2 separate regions of the Anser cygnoides genome follow, and region 2 is linked to region 1. Evidence: chromatin contacts called from public Hi-C data. All regions are on one chromosome and are shown on one strand. The core of a region is the stretch at or near the end of the contact, and the rest is flanking DNA. Distances in the headings are between cores, read along the strand shown.

Region 1 (5,816 bases), core at 2,379-4,878:
AAAGACAGCCTAGTATTAATAGGGTAAAGTATATTTTTCTTCTGCAATAACAGCAGGAGGGTTGGAGAACTTAAAACAAGCAGGGGGAACTGGATAACAAGATTATATGTTTAGGTCTTTGGTTCAGATGTGACCCATGTCAGGAACCCCACTGAAAGCCATCAGAAGTTCAGAGCTTTCGTCTCGGTGTGAAGCGAGTTGACCCCTGGGAACTGTGTCTGCGTTATAACTATTATATACCCAGGCTGGCAGGGACTGGCTTCTGAAGCAGCATGCATCACTGTTGCTCAGGCTGTATCTGATACGTGAAATCTGATATTTATTATCCCAGATAACAAATACCATCTTGAGGATAACAAAAGCACTGCAAGTGTCAGAGCTATGAGACTGAATGAAAGTTGTGAAATGGAAATAGATGGTACAGAGCAATGCGTGTTGTTTCTCATTTGAAAAAAACAGAGGAGTGAAAGTTGATATACATATAAAACAGAACCAAAGACTCTTGCAGGAACTGGAAATTGGTTCTGACTGTGCCTTGTGTGTCTCTAGGGGACGCCAATTCATCACTGAACACTTGCAGATGGAGGATGTCTCTTGCTACTGGGAGCATCTGTTGTCAGAATATTCCCAAGCCTTGACTTACAAAGTGAAAAGGAGGAAGAACTACAGTGAGATCACTTCTGAATGGCCGAAAACAGAACTATAGAGACTTCTCTGTTTTTCTCTTCAGCTCAAACTGATCTCTCTGGAAATCTGAAGATCGGTGTATCTTCTTTCTTGTTCCCAGATTTATTATCCTTTGTACTAAAACTACAGAGAACAGCAACAGGCTAACTTTAAAATTGTTCCCATGCAGCCATGTAGTGGGACCCAGTTCTACTGTCGCCGTAAGAACATTAAGTAGAATGTTGGATTATGGCTATTTAGTGGCGTTGTTACGCTCGTGCCTGGAAGAGCATAGATAGCATTTAGGACTTTGTTACTACCTAAGAATGATCCTAAATCCCATTCAGTCAATGAGAAGCCTTTATGTTAAATTTACTGGACCTTTTGCCAGGTACTCTGTACTCACAGGCAAGGTAGTATCCGCTACGCTCAACTGGGAGATGCACATCTATTTTTGGCAGTGGTCAGTGTTTTCTCATCTGTGTGATGACACTTGGGATATTAGGAGTTCTCTGACAGAAGCAGGTACTGGGATTTGGGGTAGCCTTTTTAGATAGCTTAGAGCTTACTTTTCTGATGTTTATGTCAGGTTTTTAAAGAGGTTGATGGCAAGGCTTTGATGGGCTGTTAAGAGGACAAATCATCCTTGCACAGATAAATTACCTACCTCATAGGAGAACGTCTGGTGATGATAATGTTACCACAGTACTTTGTCTGAGTAGCAGACAGCCAAGCAGCTGAGATAAGCAGTGTTTGTCCCCTGTTGAGGGGGCAATGAGGTGGATGCATGGCCATGCAAAACTCAGCCCCTGTTAGCAAGCTCTCACCGGTCCGCTGGCCAGATGTCCTGGGACCCTTAAGAACCTAGAGAAAGTATACACAGAGGTAGATTCAGCTCTTAGTTTTTTGTTTTGTTTTTGTTTTTGCCCCAGATGTTCACAGATTCTCTGCTCTGATCCCCTTCTGCAATCTTACTGTTTTGTTTTTTTTATTATTATTTTAAAGGGGGTAACACCTCTGTTCACTTCATCATTCTCTTTTCCTCTTTTCTTTCACCCAACTGTTACGTTCCTTTTCTGATCTTCCTCAGTCTGGTTGAGGGAATGTCTTCAATCACATAGTGGCAGCTACTCGTTATATTATTCATTTTAAGTTCAAGTCATAGGTTTCTCAGGCTAACTGTATTTATGCCAAGTACAGGCTGCTCAGCTCGTAAGGAGTGCAGTTTCTAAAATGCTCTGTTGTCCCTGAACTGAGAGGCCTGGTAGGAAGCGCACATTCTCTGGCATCCAGACAAGCTTAGTTTCTCCTACTTACTGTTTGCTCAGTAATGTCAGAGCCTTGCATTAAAACAAGTTTTCTAGTGGCGAAGAGCTAGACTGCTGCTTCCTAGCCTGTCTGATCCCTTCCACTGTGAGCTGCTTGCCCTGTCGCTTTGGGATCACTGCTCCTGTGCTGCAGCTTGTCTGTATCAGCAGGGTCAGAGCGGCCACCGTCCCTGACATGTCCTTTGGATGTCAGTGGTCATCTGTCAGTTGAGCACAGTCCTTGGCACACCTGGCATGTGGGTGCCCAAGTCTGCAGAAGCTGAAGCAAACTGCTCCCACTGGCCTGAGCCAACAGTGGAAACAGCATGGGATCCCCATGTGGCCTCTGCATCCCAGGTGAGCTCCCTTGCTTATGAAGGGGCCCCACTGATGTCTTGGGAAACAGCACAGTAATGGAAGGGATGATAACAGCTCATACTTTTGTCTGTAGTCAGTTTGGATCAGAGAACACGCTACCAAGAACAGTAATGCTGAGTACATACACAACACGTATGCATTCGGAGGCCTCAGCAGCACTGCCAACCCCTGGTACAGGGAAATAACTGCCAGACCTATTAGTCAAGCACCAGCTGCTGGAGCAGCTCACCACTTACGTGACCACTGGCTGGGTTCTCCCAGCGGGCAAAGAAAATAAATTAGAGTATTAAAATAGCTTGGTTTCTGAGGAAAAGGGTTGTATAAGTGTGGAAGGGGTTTTCTGGTTTTGTATTCTTAGCCAATGAAGAGACAGCAGCCTGAGAAACTGAAACAACAATGTATACATTTTTTAAACCATTTTTAATGATGTGCTTTTGGATTAAAATAAACAAAAATGAAGTCTTGTTGGATGCATCATTTCTTAATCAGAACTGTAAGAAAAGGTCTGGATAGCCCCCAGCTGTTTCACTGGAGAAGGTGAACCGTGTCTTTCTGTTTTTTTCCTTTTCGACAGCAATATGTAGGGTGTCTCAGTGGAATCTTAACTTCTGTCCAAGTCACCACTGCAAATCTTGGGTGATGTTGATTGAAAACTTTTTCTGGTCGACAGCTTGCACGGACTGGTCACTTCTCAGTGTGCTTTTTTTTTTTGCTTTACTAGAACAGCCGTGACTAATTGATCCCTCTGTCTCCAGTCTTTGTAAACAGGATAAGGCCTGAAGTGGCAGGCATGTCCCTTCTAGAGGTGATGGGACCTCCATCAGGACTAGGATTTAGGTAAAGGATGGGGTGGGATGTGGAAGCTGTTCTGTGAGTATAGTACTTGTATTGCAGTAGTGCTGGAGAGCAACACTCCCCAGTTAGCCATTGCACAAATACAAGAATTTGTAACCTCACAACCAGTTAAAGCTGTAAGAAACAAACGGGCATAAACAAAAGCTGGCAAGAGGTTCAAAAAGCCATGGGCTGGATTTGAACGGCAGAGGTCTCAGCGTGCCAGCTGGCTAACTTCTGGGGTCATTAGAGTTTGAAAAATGCTGCGGACGACAGGGACCATGCCCCAAAGGCAGCCACCGGCAGCCCACCTGAACACGCAGCGGCGGCTCAGGCCCCGCGGACAGGCCGGCGGCCCCCTCACACAAAAACAGCCGCCTTTGGGCCCGTCCCCGTTCCCTTTCCGCCGCCTCGGGGGCGGGCGGCAGCCCGGGGACCGCCGCGGGGACAGCGCCGGGCCCCGCCGTGCCCCGCCGGGCGGGCAGGGGGCGCTGCCGCCGCCCCGGGAGGCGCCGCGGCCATGGCGGACGGGTTCGGGCGCCCGCTGCCGCCGCCGCAGACGGGCTGGGAGCGGCTCCGGGAGCTGTGGAGTGGCGAGTGAGGGACGGGGCGGGGGGACGGGGGCGGCCCCGGGGCGGGGGGAGCCTCTCCGGGATGGCGGCGGGGCGGGGGGGCGAGGATTGTCCCGGTGCTGCCGCTCAGCCCCGGGTTGCCCGGCGGGAGGTGGCGTGACCGTCCCTGGGGGTGTTCAAGGAGAGGTTGGACCTGGCGCTTAGGGACGTGGTGTGGTGGGTGACAGTGGTGGCAGGGGGTGGTTGGACCAGGTGACCTTGGAGGGCTTTCCCAACCCTAATGCTTCTGTGATTCGTGTCCTCGCAGCGATCAGCAGCAGTACCCGGAGGAGGTGGTGAACATCATCAAGTCGGCCTTCACTGGCGGCGTGGTCGGCTGGGTGTACGGCGGCGTGCCCGCCTTCCACCAGGCACGGAGGGCCTTCATCGAGCGCAGCCAGGGCGAGCTCTTCCAGAACCAAGCCGATGCGGTGGTACGGCACCTCGTGACCCCAGCCCCAGGAGATTTAACCGGGGGAACGGCACGGCTTGCCCCGAGGGATGCACTGGGCATCGCCCTGCCCTCACGGCATGGCACAGTCCCCTGCTTCCTCAAGGAAAGGTTGGGCATGTTGGCCAAAGCCAAAGCCAGACGGTGTTGGGCCACTTGGCTTGCCTCTTGCAGGCACTGGCCCACAGAGCTAGCCACGAAATACAGTCATTTAGAGATGGAAAGCCATCTCCAGTGCCCAGACGCTCTCAGGGTGCTCACTGCCTGCCCTTCCTTGTGAGCAGGCCAGGTGCTGGTTACCTGAGTTATTTGGAAAAAAAAAAATCTTTAAAAATCTGCCTAACTTTACATCCATCCCTATTTGGATGGGATCCCTGACTTAGCTTTCTGCACGGCATTGATATCAGGCTTTGTTCAGTCTTGCAGACTCTCCTATGTATCTGCACCAGTGCTAAGCACTTACACCACAGTCACGGGAAACGAGAATTTATTCTGTTTCTTGATATCAACTGCAATATTTTTAATTTTTATGAAACTTCTTTTTATTGCAGCTTTTAAAAAGCATCTTATTGTCAAACTTACAAGTGCCCATGCTAAACTGTAGAGCTTGATGGTCCACTAACATTTTAACACAGAGGGTTATTATTTACGTATTTAAAATATATCAACTCATAATAATTAAAAACTAGTTTCTAGTTTGTCCCCTCTTCTCTGTTCCTCTCCTGTATCATCCTCAGAAAGCTGTTGCTGTCCCCCTCCAGATGTGTTGCAGCACCAGGATCAGTAAGATTAGTGCTGGTGAAAAGGAGCAGGTCTGTGACCAGTAACCTTTCTCCTCTCTCACTCTAGCAATCTGCGCATCGTGCGGGTCTCAGGAGTTTCATTCGCTATGGCTGGCGCTGGAGCTGGAGAGTAGCAGCTTTTGTGGCAATATTCAAGTAAGTGTTTTCTTAGTAGTAGTAGTGGGAGGAAAAAATGGCTTTAGTTTGAACATTAGCGGCAAGGAGCCTTCAATGTGTGCGGTTTGTTCGGAGACTCCTCATGACATCGTGAGGTTCAAAATGCTGTGTTAACAGTGAGTCTGACTGAGTCTGATTGATAAGGTGGAAGCATGAGGAGGATTTAAGCGTTTTTTAATTATCCCAGTGTTCTGATGAACCAACACAAAAACAAAACACTGGGAAAGCCCTTTTTGTTACATCTAATCCATACCATTATTGACTTGAACAGTGCTCTTCCTAGTACTTACTGGCTTATTTCTGCTTGTGCTTTATCTCTTCAGTTTGATGTATTTTCGCATTTTTCTCTGGGAGAGTATTACAGTGTGTTGGCTGTTCTGGAACAGCTTTCTATCCCACGCTAATTTTTCTCCTTTTTGTTATATCTGATTACTCCTAGTTTGTATACAGTAGCATTACTCACAATTCTTTGTACTTGTCCTTAAGTACTTGCAGATGATTGTCTTGTTGTTACGCAGTCATTGATCATCAGACGTACCATATGTGTGTACCACTTTAGTCCTTCAAATTTTCCTACACAAATAATGCACAGGTAGTGTTCCACTTCTCT
Region 2 (5,816 bases), core at 2,285-4,784, 360 kb after region 1:
TACTTGTAGCAGGGATGGTGAACACAAAGTAGTGACTGACATTGTGTTTTGAATATGAATCACAAAATTCAAGTGTCTGAGGGAAGCCTCTAGCTTTGACTGCTCAGATTTCCTTGACCACTACACAAGAACTAAGTCAGACAAAAGACAAACCTCTATTTGATCTGTGCCTTGAGCTGATCCCTTTTGCTGGCACAAAATGCACCTAATGGGGAGGAGGAACGTCAGGGGCCAACCCAGTTCGTGAGTTTGGATGAACTCCCTTTGAGCCTAGCCTGTGACACACAAGCCTAATAAAAAAATGTTTAGGAAACCTGGACCATTAGCAGCTTTTCTGCTGCTGCTTCTAGGGAAAAGCCCCTCAACACTCCCAGGCTTGCCAGTCAGGATGTGAAGAAAAAGAAGTGAAGAAAAAAAAAACACATAGAAAAGGACACAGAACCCTGGCCAGACTGTGCTCCTGTAGTCCCACTAGATGACAGCACCACCAAGATGTTGTGCAACTCATGCTCCCATCAGCAAGGAGCAGGATGCTGCAGGCACCCACTGCCTCCACCTCTTGTCTCTGGAGATAGCTGAACAAAGCATTTAGCCCAAGGACAAGGCTTTGTACAGGAGCTGCGTGGTAGATCCGTGCTGTAAACTGCCTTCTCTACCTAGAGGTGTGTGCCAGAACCTGCCTAATAGGTACCGTGCTTAAATAAGGCATCCCTAAACTGTTGTCGTCATTGTATGGCCCACGCATTCCCCATCTCCTCCTGGTGGGACCAAGCAGTGATCAGTTCCCTGAGCAGAAATGGGCTAGCTGCCCCTTAAGCATGGGTCCAGGTCTTGTGTCCCTTCTTCCTGCCATGTTGCTCACCACCCAAGGTTGAGGCCTTGGACACCAGTGGCTGTGGCCAGCCAAAATCCCACACTCTATGCACAAAAGCTTCCACAGGAAATCATATAAATCATCTAGGTTGGAAAAGATCTTCAAGATCACCAGGTCCAACCATCACCCTGACCTACCAAGTCCCGTCAATAAACCACATCCTTTAGTGCCACGTCCACATGTCTCTTAAGTACCTCCAGGAATGGGGACTCCACCGCTTCCCTGGGCAGTCTGTTGAACAACTGACCACCCTCTCTGTGAAGAAACTCTTCCTGATGTCCAGTCTTAACCTCCCCTGGTGCAACTTGAGACCATAAATGTATCTAAAGACCAGGAACATCATAAAATGAAATAATTATCATTTATTTCATCCCATGCAGCTACAGCAGTTTTGTTTTTTGTTTTGTTTGTTTTTCAAATGGACACAGCACCTTCTTTCTATTCCTTGGAGAAGCAGAGCTTTTGGTTCTCACCTGACCAACCTAGGCCTGTAAACTGCGTTTCTGTACAACTTCTAATTAGGGCTTTGGAAGCACATGTCCTCCAAAGCCTCCAGAGAGGGTTCTCATCACTTACCACGTGCATACGCACGTTGAATCAGTTGAGACAGCTGCTTTGGCGCCCGATGGTAGCAGAGCAGTTTTTCATCTCTAGATAAGAGATCGGGCCTGAATTTGCCTCAGGTGTTCTGTCACAGTTGCTGTTCTTCTCTAGCACATATGCTTTGAGATAAAGAGGACTCACAGGCACGTCTTCCTCCACTGCCACTGTGAAATGCCTCTCCTTCCCTTGTCATCCTCCCCTTACACTCGTGACTCTTTGGAGCTGCAGTTTGGTGGTTTTCCTACAGCTGAACCACTTTTCCTGACGCGGTCTTGTCAGCATCAGAGATCTCCCCTGCTTCTCCCCCGCCACAGGCCAGTCCAGTGCCCTAACCCAGCAGAAACACCCGCCCCACCAGGACTAAGTGGTTAATTCCCAGCAAGGCTGGGAGCTGAGCAGCCCATTTCAGGGCTGGGGCTGGGGCAGAGCTGGCACGAGGGAGCGGGGCACTTTTAGGGCTGGTAGATGGGAAGAGGACAATCCCTCAAGTCCCCAACAGCAGCTTTTGGGAGCGATCAGGCAGCTGGCCTGACCCTAGCCACAGCGGCATCCACCACAGGTGACATTTGCTATTTAGAGAAGCGTATACCCAGCCTCTCCCTTTTCTTTCAAACGTGTCTCAGCTATTCCTGTGGCACATGGACAACAAGGAAGAGGGGTGGGATAGGCAAGAACGCACCTGATAAGCGCGTGTACTTTGGCAGCAATCACCAGGGACGTATTTGCTGTTCCCAGCAGCGCGAGATTAGGCAGCCTATGTGCCGCCCAAATTTCTAGTTAAGATGAGAGGCCTGATATAGAAAAAGAGTGGGAGTCCATTTATTTCCATTCATTTTTGCTTGTTAAACAGAACTCTCTTTTGAGGTCCTTGGATTCCCAGAAACTCCTCCAACATGCAGAATTTAATTTCCCACTACAAGGCCTGAAGTCTCCCTACAAATCATTTTCTGTGCAGACACATTTCCTTCCTGCCAGTGCTTTTTTTTAAGACTTGGTGCTGCTCAGTTCCTCTTTTGCAGAGGCTAGCTTTTGGCTAATATCTTCTTTTTTTATACAGCTGAAACAAAAACAGTCTACAGAAATTATAAGCTCAGCAAAAGGGTGTTGGAGGTTTTGCTGGTCGAGTCTTGGGTTTGGGTTACAGGCATTTCCCCTGCACTAGGAACCACATCCTCATTCTGTCGCTTGCTCGCACTGGCCCTGGCTACTGAAATCACAGTGAAGCCAAGTAAAACTGGAGATTCAGCTAGCGCAGTGCCCGCACCATGCGAGCCCTGCCGCAGCCCTTGCAGTGCACGCCTGCCAGCCGCCAGCCGCTGGTAGAGCCCCAAGTCAGGCAGCCATTCTCGGAGACACAGCTCCCTCAGGTGGCTCGCTCGGCAACTCTGAAAGCTCCAGGAAAGTGGAAACCGAATAGAGCAGAGCTACGGTGATGGCAGTGAGAAAGCAAGACCTCACAGGTGCTCCCTTCTCAGATAAGAAGAGAAATCAGGTCCGCGTCCCACACGGGAGCACAAGCAGCAGCATCGCAGCAGCTTCTCAAGCCGACAACGTGACCCTGCTCTCCCAGGTTGGCATCTGCCAGGAGAGCCACCAAGGGATGGGCAGAGCCCATCGTGGAAGCAAGTGAGGTGCACGCTTTGCAGAGGAAAACCTGGAGATCCCTTACGTTGAAGTGACTCGTTAGCAAAGCAGCACCCCTTTATTTCATTCCCTTTCTCGATGGGAAAGCTCACCTTGCATTTAACAGAGGAAGAAGGGGTTGTCTGACTCAGGCTGCCCATCAGAGAGGTCCCAGGCTGTCCCAACAGGCATGACACGTCAGCAGGAGGCTCGTCAAGGGCTCAGTTGTCCTAACACAGCAGACTTACTGCCCGCTCTGCCTCACCAGGGCTCAGCTGGGGAGCCGTAAGCATGGAAACGCAGTTTCGGGATGCCCACAGGCCGTTTGGTTTTGGTTTCCAAGCTGTTCATTTTACCCCACGGTCACCCCATGCTCGCTCACCTGCCCGAGTCACCGAGTAGGATTGGAAATGAAAGTAGGTATTTGTGTGGGAGGGCAGGCAGCAACCCCAAATGCCTTCCTTCTGTTATTATGTAGGCAGAGAAAGCGCATGGGAAACGCAGCCAATGAGCGCTGCTGCGCTCAGAGCTCCTCTGTTGTGGGGTTATCTCTTCCTGTTATCTCAGCACCTGCATTTCAGAGGCACCGAGACAGAGACCATCTAACAATACCACCCAAAACAAAGGGACATGAAGCGCCGGTGCGGTGTTGGGGCTGGTGCTGCTGACAGCCAAGCGGGCAGGCACCAAACGTCGACTCGAGGCGTTTTTCTGCCCTGGTTTGTGTCCTCTCCGTCCCTCCACACACACTTTGCCCAACCAGCTGGGTGTTGTGTGCCCAAACAGGGTGAGCAGGACTGCTGTACCCCAGCCCCTGTGCTGTTGGGGCTCACTGCCCTCACTGCGAGCCCTGGAGAGTCAGTGTAAGCCATGCACATCTCAACGCAGCAATGCCCGCTTTCTCTGCACAGAGACGTTCCTCTCCTCGATCCTTTCTAAGCCAGGGCTGTTTCCAGCAGCACTGGTAAAGGCTGAAAATAGCAAAGCAGCCTGGAGATGAGCTTCCCAGGACAGGCAAGGTGAGCGGGAACCATGGTCCGCAGCCACTCGAGGGCCCTGCAAGTCCCCTCCGCTTCCTCTTGGCTGGCATGAGGCAGAGAGGCACAGAAGCCAAGTGCAAGGTTTCGGTTTAAAGAGGAAAAATAAACCACCCAGTGTGGGTGTTTTGTAGGAAAGGAAAGCTAGAACAGAAAGTAACACTTCAGTAGTGCAGGCTCGGGGTAACTTCATGGAGGGTAACAGAAAGGCTGCTGGTCCTGATCACAGAAGGAGGGGGAAGTGGGAGGCCCAGCAAGGCAGCAACACATGGGCCCTGCCCCAGGGGCTCACCACAGCTCAGATGAGGTCTCTGCACAGAAAGAGAAGCCCAAATCCCTGCTGGGAAGCCCAGGGCAGCATGCCCATACTGATCCTGATATGAGGTAGGTCCTGGTGAGCCTGCTCCTCTCTCCACACAGCTCCCCTCTGTGCCTTCCCAATTCCAGCAGATCAAGGGGGGCAGCAGCCAAAGCAACCAAAAGGGAGGCACTTGGGGTGCTGATGCCTTCCTGGCTTTCAGGACAGACATGTCAGGGTGGCTCCCTTCTTGGCAGATGATGCTCAGAGCCCAGCTATGGCAGATCAGTGACTGTGGCCCAGCACAGCAAGGCAATTTCCCATCCTTGGAAAAAGTGGGAGAGGAGGCCACTTTGTTGGCATAGGGCCTCTTACTGTGCTTGCCTTCAATGAACTCAGCTTTCTTCCCACAGTGAGCCAGCATCACCCAGCAGGGTTATTTCACAGATTTCCCAGTTACTAGAAATTGATCTTACCCACAAGCCTGAAGTCAGACCTCTGCACATCATCACTCGTAATGCAGGACCAGTCCCTCAGTCCCTCTGGGTGAACGTCGGTCCCTCTGGGGATCAGAAGGTGACAGCCCTGACGGCCCATGTGCTGTGTGGCCAGCACTTGAGCTCTGCTCCAACATATCACCCACGGCACACACCATGCAGGACTGCAGTTTGAAAGACAAAATCAGCATTTCTTGAGCCTACTGCATGGTTTCAGCACAGCTGAGGCGATGACGCCCTGTCTATCAGAACAGAGAAGGGAGCTGATGGGCAAGACAGTCCCAGCTGGCGCTGATCTCCATCAGCCTGAAGATCCGACGCAGAATAAGGACAAAGTAGGCGTCATTTCCCCCAGAGCATAATTTTGGCAAGCATGCCAAGACAGACCTTTGAACCAGCCACAGCCTCCTACTTGACCTTTCATACGCTCAAAGTTTTATTTTAGAAATTAAATTAACTGAGTCCAGCCCTGCCTGTGCCAGAAGCAAGAGCCTTCTAGACTGATTAATGCCTGGCTGAGGTTACAAGCAGGTCTTGTATGCTTCACCAGAAAGCCCAAGTTTAGGCAGCAAGTGCTGCTGATGTCAAGTGGCCTACGACTAGGATGGAAGACACAAAGACCAACCACTGCTTTTTCGGATGCCTACTCAGACCACACAACAGGTGAAAGCTGCAGCAGCACAGTACAACTGCCTGACCGCCCTGCTCTGATCACAGCATTGCACTTTTCCTCCTATTTCTTCAGTGCTAGGTCTTGATGCCCATCACCAACCAAAGCTGCCTCCTGCATATGCTGCATCTCTTGAATGGGAGGACAAGCCAGTGTCCTTGTAGAGTGCAGCTGAGCACGTCAACCCTCATCTCATCCTGCATGGGAGGAGTGG

The links. A called contact is a pair of places that touch in the nucleus more often than the background predicts.
Region 2: a Hi-C map of granulosa cells shows a contact between it and region 1, with 2.0 times the contacts expected there. The contact joins the promoter of PTGFRN here to the promoter of TIMMDC1 in region 1. A contact is called at or near these places in 2 of 7 Hi-C or Micro-C datasets (granulosa cells and liver).

What each region holds. Positions count from the first base shown.
Region 1 is chr1:87,372,975-87,378,790 of Taihu_goose_T2T_genome, forward strand. It overlaps TIMMDC1 (translocase of inner mitochondrial membrane domain containing 1), which reads left to right and starts at 3,629. Exons shown (of 7, transcript XM_067001693.1): 1 at 3,629-3,782; 2 at 4,065-4,230; 3 at 5,097-5,185. The coding sequence starts at 3,706. It overlaps POGLUT1 (protein O-glucosyltransferase 1), which reads left to right. Exons shown (of 11, transcript XM_048071672.2): 11 at 550-2,810. The coding sequence ends at 706.
Region 2 is chr1:87,729,310-87,735,125 of Taihu_goose_T2T_genome, forward strand. PTGFRN (prostaglandin F2 receptor inhibitor) reads right to left here and starts at 3,535. Exons shown (of 13, transcript XM_048071586.2): 1 at 3,214-3,535.